Linked DNA regions of Mus musculus: all the other regions are linked to region 3. The links are chromatin contacts, called in public promoter capture Hi-C maps. All regions are on one chromosome and are shown on one strand. The core of a region is the stretch at or near the end of the contact, and the rest is flanking DNA. Distances in the headings are between cores, read along the strand shown.

The links. Promoter capture Hi-C pulls out the DNA fragments that hold promoters and counts their contacts.
Region 1: a contact with region 3 is called in a promoter capture Hi-C map of liver, with 2.5 times the contacts expected there. The contact joins the enhancer-like site here to the promoter of Sec24b in region 3. A contact is called at or near these places in 7 of 39 promoter capture datasets (the 3T3-L1 cell line, 3T3-L1-derived adipocytes, the C10 cell line and 3 more) and 4 of 115 datasets of contacts at active chromatin or transcription factors (astrocytes, embryonic stem cells, forebrain and 1 more).
Region 2: a promoter capture Hi-C map of pre-B cells shows a contact between it and region 3, with 5 times the contacts expected there. The contact joins the enhancer-like site here to the promoter of Sec24b in region 3. A contact is called at or near these places in 3 of 39 promoter capture datasets (hippocampal neurons, liver and pre-B cells) and 2 of 115 datasets of contacts at active chromatin or transcription factors (astrocytes and embryonic forebrain).

Annotation. Positions count from the first base shown.
Region 1 is chr3:131,244,710-131,247,409 of GRCm38.p6, forward strand. It overlaps Hadh (hydroxyacyl-Coenzyme A dehydrogenase), which reads right to left. Exons shown (of 8, transcript NM_008212.4): 4 at 451-577. Among named protein-coding and RNA genes, the nearest start is that of Hadh, 26 kb to the right of the region's middle. Within about 2 kb of position 1,297, at least 48 of the 459 cell types and tissues checked have an H3K27ac peak or open chromatin away from gene starts, as enhancers often do. A contact at or near this core is called in liver, where this site is marked.
Region 2 is chr3:131,116,646-131,119,367 of GRCm38.p6, forward strand. All of the region lies in intron 3 of Lef1 (lymphoid enhancer binding factor 1), which reads left to right. Among named protein-coding and RNA genes, the nearest start is that of Lef1, 7.7 kb to the left of the region's middle. Within about 2 kb of position 1,381, at least 69 of the 459 cell types and tissues checked have an H3K27ac peak or open chromatin away from gene starts, as enhancers often do. A contact at or near this core is called in pre-B cells, where this site is marked.
Region 3 is chr3:130,059,556-130,062,255 of GRCm38.p6, forward strand. It overlaps Sec24b (Sec24 related gene family, member B (S. cerevisiae)), which reads right to left and starts at 1,352. Exons shown (of 24, transcript NM_207209.3): 1 at 1,014-1,352. The coding sequence starts at 1,113.

The DNA.
Region 1 (2,700 bases), core at 47-2,546, 1.2 Mb after region 3:
ATCACAGCATGGAACTGTGCCTCGCTGAGACAGTAGTGAAGGGCTGCTGCATGGGACCAGAATTCCCACCAGGAGTGACAGGCGAGCTAGAACCCCATGTCAGAGAAGACCTGCGTATCTCCAGCATGGAGCAAGCTGACCTCAGCAAGACGGTATGAAGGTGTATGGGTCTCCCCTGTCTCTCTCATCATGTCAGTGACCTCGTGTTCCTCCCAGTCTGATGTCCCTGTCAGCACTGTCATTGGCCCTGACACAGGCACATAAAAAAAACAAAACAAAACAAAACAAAAAACAAAGTAGAGGAGCCTTCCAAGATAAGAGCTGCCCTTTCTTCCTCTCCTGAAGAGGACAATTGTGACAACCGATATACAAAGGGGGCTTTTTTTTTTGTATCGACCTTCCAGGTTCCGGTTACGTGTCACGCAACATCAGGACCAGATGCCCACTGACCTCCACAAGCTTCATCATAGGCACGGGGTTGAAAAAGTGGAGGCCAGCAAATCGGTCTTGTCTGGTGGTGGCATTGGCTATGTTTGTGATCTGCAAAGAAGACGTGTTGCTGGCAAAGATGGTGTGTCTGTGGAGAGAAGAAACACGGGAGCCCATTGTCAGCATCACGGCACCGTATCATCCCGGTGCCCGAGGCAGACCTACCACCACTCCCCACCCCACCGCATGTCCCGCTGAGGAAGTCAGTCAGAAGGTGCAGCAACAGGAGAGGCTGAAACCAAGCGACTGCGTTTTCTATTTAAATCCCCACATCTACCAGACGTGGCACAGTGAAGTGATCAGACACTTGAAACTGTAAACAATCCTCAGAGAAACACAGCTGCGCCCCCAGGAGCATAGAACAGTTCCCCCTCTAGTGCAGAGCTTTAACCTGGTCATTAGACAAGAATGGAAATGAAGACACAGGCTTTGAACATGGCCGAAAGGGAAGTTTAGTCTCAGACAACCTGGGACAGAAGAGTACACACACACACACACACACACACACACACACAAAACACATGTTCACAGACCTCCGTTTTACAGGCTATCCTGAAAACACACTTGTCTTATTTTATGCATATAGAACCTTAACTTATCAACTTGCAAATCACATACTGTCAGAGACCAAATCCAATTCTCTTCTCAAAACTTCATCTGCTAAGACCAGAAATAAAGTGAGGCTGCCAAAGGCACCAAGGCAAATCCCGTTCCTACAGCGCCACCTTGTGGATAACTTACAAACCAGTAGGATGCCCTTTAGCACAGTTGGATCTGGTCCTACTACCCAAGGACAGTGGCCCCTACTGACCATATTCTCTCTAGGGTTGCTGACCAAAGTCAGGGGCTGGCAGGAAGAAACCAGCTGGGGCAAAAAGAAATCAGTAATTTGGAAAAGAGAGACGCCTGTGAGTATCCAAATACACATATACACCTAGTACCTGGGTGGCTGAGGCAGGATTGTGGGTTGGAGGTTGTCACCTTGGACTACAGAAGAAGACCGTCTTTGGTGTGTGTGTGTAGACTAAGTGGGTAGGTAGGTAAGGGACGAAGGTATCCGAGGCTTAAGGTCAGGCACTAACAGATCCAACCTCTGGGGCGGGCTTTTTAAAAATCCAAGGTACCAACTGGGAAGGTCTTTGAAATCTTCTACCTCAAGACCCTTCAGTCACAGGCTGGAAACTTTGGGCCATCCCCAGGTAAGGTAGAGCTGGCCTAGCCTCCCGACTGCCCCTCCCCCATCCTCTCCTTACCCTCCACTGACACCAGGGGGCGTTGGATGCTCACTGCCACTAGGTGACCTCGCATCAAGGTCAGACTGCTTCAGGAGAACAGTGAAGTCACGTTGTTGTTACTGGCCTTGGTTTGATGGCCTTCCCAGGCTCTGTGCTGACTTGAGAGACAAACCCCAGTACCAGGTGTCCTCTTTGTCCTGTTTCTGAAGCGCTAAATGCACATGACCAGCAGAGTGCTGTACAGGGGACAAGAAGGTCACCAGGACACACACCTGAGGGTTTACAGCCCCATAAGCTGATGTGCAAGTGTTTCCTTCAGCCACGGGTCACCGGTGCTTCCCTAAAAATGACTTTTGCTTGTAACTTTACTCCATTCCAGTCTAACCAAGAAGGGAAGTGTGGCCAAGTCGGCCATGGGCCATAGACACATCACGTGGGCATAAGCACGCGGCAGTGAACCAGCCAGTCATCATAACTGCCAAAAGCTAAGAGTCAAACACTAAGAGGCGGTCCTAGAGTGTGACCCTACAGTGTTACCTATGTACCATTTTACAAGCCTGGCAACTCCTCCATGACCCTGCTATGGCTGCCTTTCCTGCTGTCCTTCCCAGGAAGCCTGGTGTTCACTGAATGCCCTCAAGCGGGTTCCAATTAAACCCAAATAAAATTGAAAACAGAAAAGTGTTCAAAATGGCACAAAGGCGCTTTGCCTTCTGTCTGGTCCGCTCTGAACTCCCCAGCAGGCATTTATTTAAGACTTTCCCCCGGGGCTGGTGAGATGGCTCAGCGGTTAAGAGCACCGACTGCTCTTCCAAAGGTCCTGAGTTCAAAATCCCAGCAACCACATGGTGGCTCACAACCATCCGTAACGAGATCTGATGCTCTCTCCTGGAGTGTCTGAGGACAGCTACAGTGTACTTACATATAATAAATAAATAAATCTGTTTTTAAAAAAAAAAGACTTTCCCCGTGTCCC
Region 2 (2,722 bases), core at 131-2,630, 1.1 Mb after region 3:
GTTACAATGATCCGCCATGTTGAGTTGGTGGGCCTTGTGATTGCAGACTCACTGTGAGAGGTTTTCAGCAAATTCCAGGTGGATATTTAAACTCGGGCAGGGACCATGGCTTTTCTCACTGTCATAAAGCAGTTGGTCTGGGGCTCATGGGGATCAAATCTTGGAGATTTTTGTGACGTTGGTTACAAGGAATAACCCCCCCCCATTATTTTAAAACATTTCAAGTATTTAATGATATTTAATGCCTGTGTGGTGTGAGGGATCTTCTACCTGAACTGTGGATGAACTGATAAAGCAATCATAGTCTATTGTTTAGAGTTTAACCCCCACCTCCCCAAACACTGAAAGCACTCCTGGGTTCTAAAACTTGTAGAGAACTTGTTGAGCCATATAGAGAAATATATCTGATTTTTTTTTAATAGCTGTGCAGATTTTTTTGTTTGTTTGTTTGTTTTTATGGGCTGCATTCTGGGTAAGGAACAGTTGAAGGTTTCTACGGAAAGGCTAAAAGGTCAACAAATAGTCTTTTCCAATCAAGTTAGAGTTCTGGTAACAGAAGATCGCTTCGCTTCCCAAACCGTTTACGTTTTATCCATGAGCACAGTGTGTACTGAATGGTGGTTTACGCCACAGGGAGACCGGATGCGTCTCTCGGCAGAGAAGAAATGTGGGAAATTAGTGTCATAATCTTCCTGGTATTTATACACAGCACCTAAAAAGTACTAAAAATGAGCATTTCCCCTTTAAGCTTTGGTCTCTGTAGTCTTTTCCCCTGATCGCCTAGTATATTTAGGGTGTGCGTGTGCTTGTGTGTGTGCGCGCGCGCGAATATATGTGTGTGTGTGTGTGCGCGCGCGCACACACACACATGCACACGTGCCTATGCACCTTATAACTCAGCACCATTTTGAAATGTCAGTAGAATGCAAGGTATTTATTATTTATTGTTATGCATGTGTTGAACTGTTGACATCTGTGTCATCAGTCATCGCTTAGGGACAATTTGTGGGCTGAGCAAATGTCACGAGGTGTAGACTCTGTCCAGAGAACCTGTCCTCTCTCTTCTGTTGTCTGTGCTGAATCCCCGTACATGTGAAAATGCATTCGTGTCAGGTATGTTTTATTGAGAGACCCTCCAGTTTGCACAATTCCAGAAGCCTTTCATTTTTAACCACAAGGCTATGTCAATTTTTTTTAAAGAGTCCAACTGAAGTGAGTTACAATCTTTGGTTTTTAATATTTAACAGCTGTTTGTAATGTTTCTGAGATCAAAAACACTTTAACCGGAAGGAAGGCAGCCTCTCTTCTTCGGTCTAACCACACTTCTCTCTTCCTCCTTCTTTCTGTCCCCTGGCAGGACTGTTTGTGTCACTGACATCAGTGAAGGTAGACTTTCTTAGAGGGTGTCAGGAGCTGGTGGACCATTTGTGTTTGAGTCTCCCAAGTAGGAGCAGCCTGGTGACTTGAATTTGCATTACAAACAATTTCCGGTTTATTGCATCTGCTGCTTGTGAGAACTGGGGAGAAACATCTGTGGGAGGGTGAGGCACCAACAGGGCCCTTCTCCTTTCTGTGACTAACTGCTGTCCTGAGATTCCAGCTGTGGCCAAGTGGCACACACAGGGAGTCCTCTTCTGAAGTCTCCCCAGAACCATCTGCCCTTGCTCCTGTTTTCAGCCAGGTCAGACATCATGGTACCTACTCAGGAGAACTGCCTTTGCCCATCCACCATTTTCCCTTCTGCGAGGACATTTTAGTTGGGACCTCCTTTTAGAACTGGAACCTTTAAGGGAGTGTATCAATACCAGGTATCTCATGAACGAGTCTCTCCTGGAATCTTAACTAAATATGAGTTTTCAGTTCAAATAAACAAGAAGGCAGCTATGGTGACCTACTTGGCGTCAGTGTAAGTTCTTCAAGCACAGAGGTTGAGGAGATGCGCAAGCCTGCTAATATTTCAGAACCAGGACCCCAGGAAAGTTTATTAAAAGCATACTTCCAAACCTTTCTTCCTCTGAAGCTTATGTTTGAAAATAAAGCCATTGCTGAGTTATAAAGACAACAACAACAAACACCAAAGCCCAGTGCCTTGTGTCCCAGTCTTAGTGGTGGAGCCCAGTGTTCTGGCACGGTGGGAAAGAGCTCTGAGCACAGCTGCTTTAACATAGGAAAGGTCCCCGTGGGGTAAGATTATCCTGTAGTTAATCACCCTGGGTGTCAAACTTCCATTTGTCCCTCCTGCAGCCCAAATGGTTAACACCTTACAAGAGAAGCCTTCCATGTCTCTCCTGAGGCCTGGGAGAGTCAGGAAGCTGCCTGGTGGGCCCGGGCCACAGTAGCTCTGAATCAGGAGAACCTTGAATTTTCCAGTTTTCTATGATCTTCCTCAGAGAGACCTTGCGGGTAGGAGAGGGAAAGACGTCTATGGCCTCGTTTTAGCTGCCTTGTAAATTGTTATTTTTAAAGTGGGAATAGCTGTCGGAATGTAATAGGCTTTTATTTATTCAGTCTCTTAGTTATTTAGAATAGCTCCATTGTGCTGACTGGTATGTTTCTTTTAGGGAATAAACATTTGAGTTTCCAGTGAACAGATCGAAGTCTAGTAGATCTCCCACCTCTGACTTTTGTATTAAGTTTACAAACAACTACGACTTGATTTTTGTCACCGTTCACTTCTGGGACAAAGGGACTGAGGTAGATTTGCCTCTCCAAGAAGCTTCTG
Region 3 (2,700 bases), core at 102-2,601:
CAATGATTTGATGAGTATTGAGTAGTTTTGTTTTTTGACACAGGGCAGAGGGATTTTCTTCGCTTTACTTTGGGAGGGTCTCATTAGACACACTCAACTCTCTAAGGAGGGCCCCTCCCCTACTTAGGAACATTCCAGATATCCAGAGCAGGGGCCAGGCACGCTAGGGTAAGATCATTTCTCAGCAATAACTCCTGCATGCTCGGAGCCTATAACCTCTGTATGAAAGCCACAGTCGTGTTTCCCTACGCAGGCCTTGCATCAAAACAGGGCCAAGCAACTCTGGCACGTTTTCCTAGACTTGAAAGTGAAGCTGGAGATGGGGGACTCTAAAGGTGTTCGCTTAGTTGACACCTGCTACCCCGGGAACACTACACTACTACAAGCGAACTCCAAAGGCTTGAGCAGCAACCGCAGCGGCAAACCACAACAGATCCGAGGCCGAAGTGGGTCGGGGTTACAGTTACACTTCTGCAGCACATTTACATCCTTCTGCCTACAAACTTGAGTGCAAACTAAGTTCCCTTCCAGGCGGCGTGCTCGCTGGGCCTTAAAAAAAAAAAAATCAAAGCTACGTTCCTGGGGCCCGGAAGGATGCGATCCACCAGGTACCAAGGTTGCTCCCAGCCCTCCATAGACCAAGCACTCTGCGGCCCCGGCGTCCTGTGAGCTCTCGGGGCCCAAAGGGTCGCCCGGGGCAACCGGCCGGCGCCCAGGTCGGAGCAGACGGTCGTGCGGGCCGCCGACCCCTCCACTCCGGCCTCGGTCCGCGCGGGAGGGCAGGCCTGGATGGCAGGCGGCCGGCGGCCCCGCCCTGCCGGCCCTTCGGTCGCTCCCCTCGCCGCATCGCGGCCTCCAGGCTCCACCGCGGCCTCGGGGCCCCACCGCGGCCTCCCCGGTCCGGCCCTGCCCTGCCCGCCCCCAGCCACCGCGCAGGCCGCCCGCCCGCCCGCCCGCTCTCCCTCCCTTCCGCCTGCCTAGGCCCCACGCCGCGCCCCGGCCTCCCGCCTCACCGTTCTGCTGCGGCGGTGCCAGGCCGGAGACAGCTCCGCCGAGCTTGGGCGGCATCCGGGCGCCGGCGGCCGGGTGAGGGGACCCGGCGGGGGCCGACATGACGGCGCGGCTGGCGGCGGCGGCTCCTCCGCGGCGGGAGATGGGCGGAGGGAAGGAAGGCGGGGCCGCGGAGGAAGAGGAAGAGGAAGGAACGCGCCCGCGTCACAGGCCGAGTCACTCTCACCGACGACCGCGGCCCGGGCACCCACGCTCGGCCGCGCCACCACCGCACGCGTGCGGACCCCGGCCCAGCCCTCCCGCGCCAGCGCCCCCTGCAGGCCGGAGCTGCGACCACCTCCCCGCACAGGCCAGACTGCGGCTGCGGCGCCGCCGCCGAAGGGAAAGGCGCGGGCCACGGTGGCCGCCGCTACCCGGATGGAGCCTGCGCCCTGCAGTGCTGCAGAGCGGTGCAAAGCTGCGGGCTGAGGTCCCGAGTCCTGGGTCACGCCAGTCCCAGCCCACCCACGTACCCATCCTCGGAAGAGGAAGCCTGGCTTTGGATTTGTTATTTATTCTTGTACAACGCCACCCCCCCCCACTCCAACTTAATTCCAAATTAACAGCGCAATCAAGCTAAATGTTGATTGAAAATGTGTAATTCCCAAGCAGAGAGAAAACATTTCTCTATGACAGATTCCCCATAACAGTGGCAGTAAAGCCAGAACTTTGACCAGTGGCTTTAAACGCTAGGAGAAAGATGAATGCCTAATACTAGGAGAGCTTGAAGACGAACTTTATATTCCCCCCACCCACCAAGGGTTGGCTCCGCCCGCCCGTTGGTGTTTAGGAGAGCTGTGGCATCCAGAAGACAGGTCAGCTTGCTTTGACTACCTTAGTGAAGTCTTAGAAGCAATCTCCCTGGTCCGTTCAGCATGCTGACTGGCAAGTAAAGACTACTTTATCCAAGTCATTTGGGCATCTTGGTCCCAACTAGGTCACGGTCACACAGTGGTGGGTGTGCAACTGCTCAAAAACGTTCGGATTCAGAATGTGATCTAGTAAGATGGCATTTCCGGAGCGCTGGAATCCTATTTACTGGAAGGTTATGCCAACCTCAAAGGTTCGTAGTTCTAGAACACAAAGCCTTCCTTAAATAGTTGCCGTGAGTTAATGACGGATGCCCTATCGAACCGCACTAAAAATAAACTTTGGAGTTCTGAGATTTCCAGCCACATTATGCTCTGTATTCATGTGTATTGTGGCTTTGTTCGCAGCAGCTCAGCCTCCCTGAGCTAGAGATCACACCCCCACTTCATCAAGGAGGTCACAGTTCAAGCCCTTGCCAGGAGTCCTTTGAATTTACTAAAATTAAGGGTGACACCATGTGAGTAAGGGAAGAATAGGCGATTGGCTTTCTGCCTCTGCAATGTGTTCTTGATGTTAGCTGATTTCAATCAGGTGTATGGATATGTTATTTCTTCAGGGAAGATTCCTCACACAGACTGAGATATTACACTTCCATAGATCTCCATAATGTAATGGCTCCAAAATTATTTACTTCCGTTGGTCGGTTGTGTTGGGCCTAAAGGAAACTTCCGTACCCCAAATTCCAAATGGCAATCCAAACATCAGCCTGGACTATAGGAGGGTTTCTGGCAGTTAGATAAAAGGCAGCCTTCCTAACAAACCTGGGAAACTGTTCCCCAC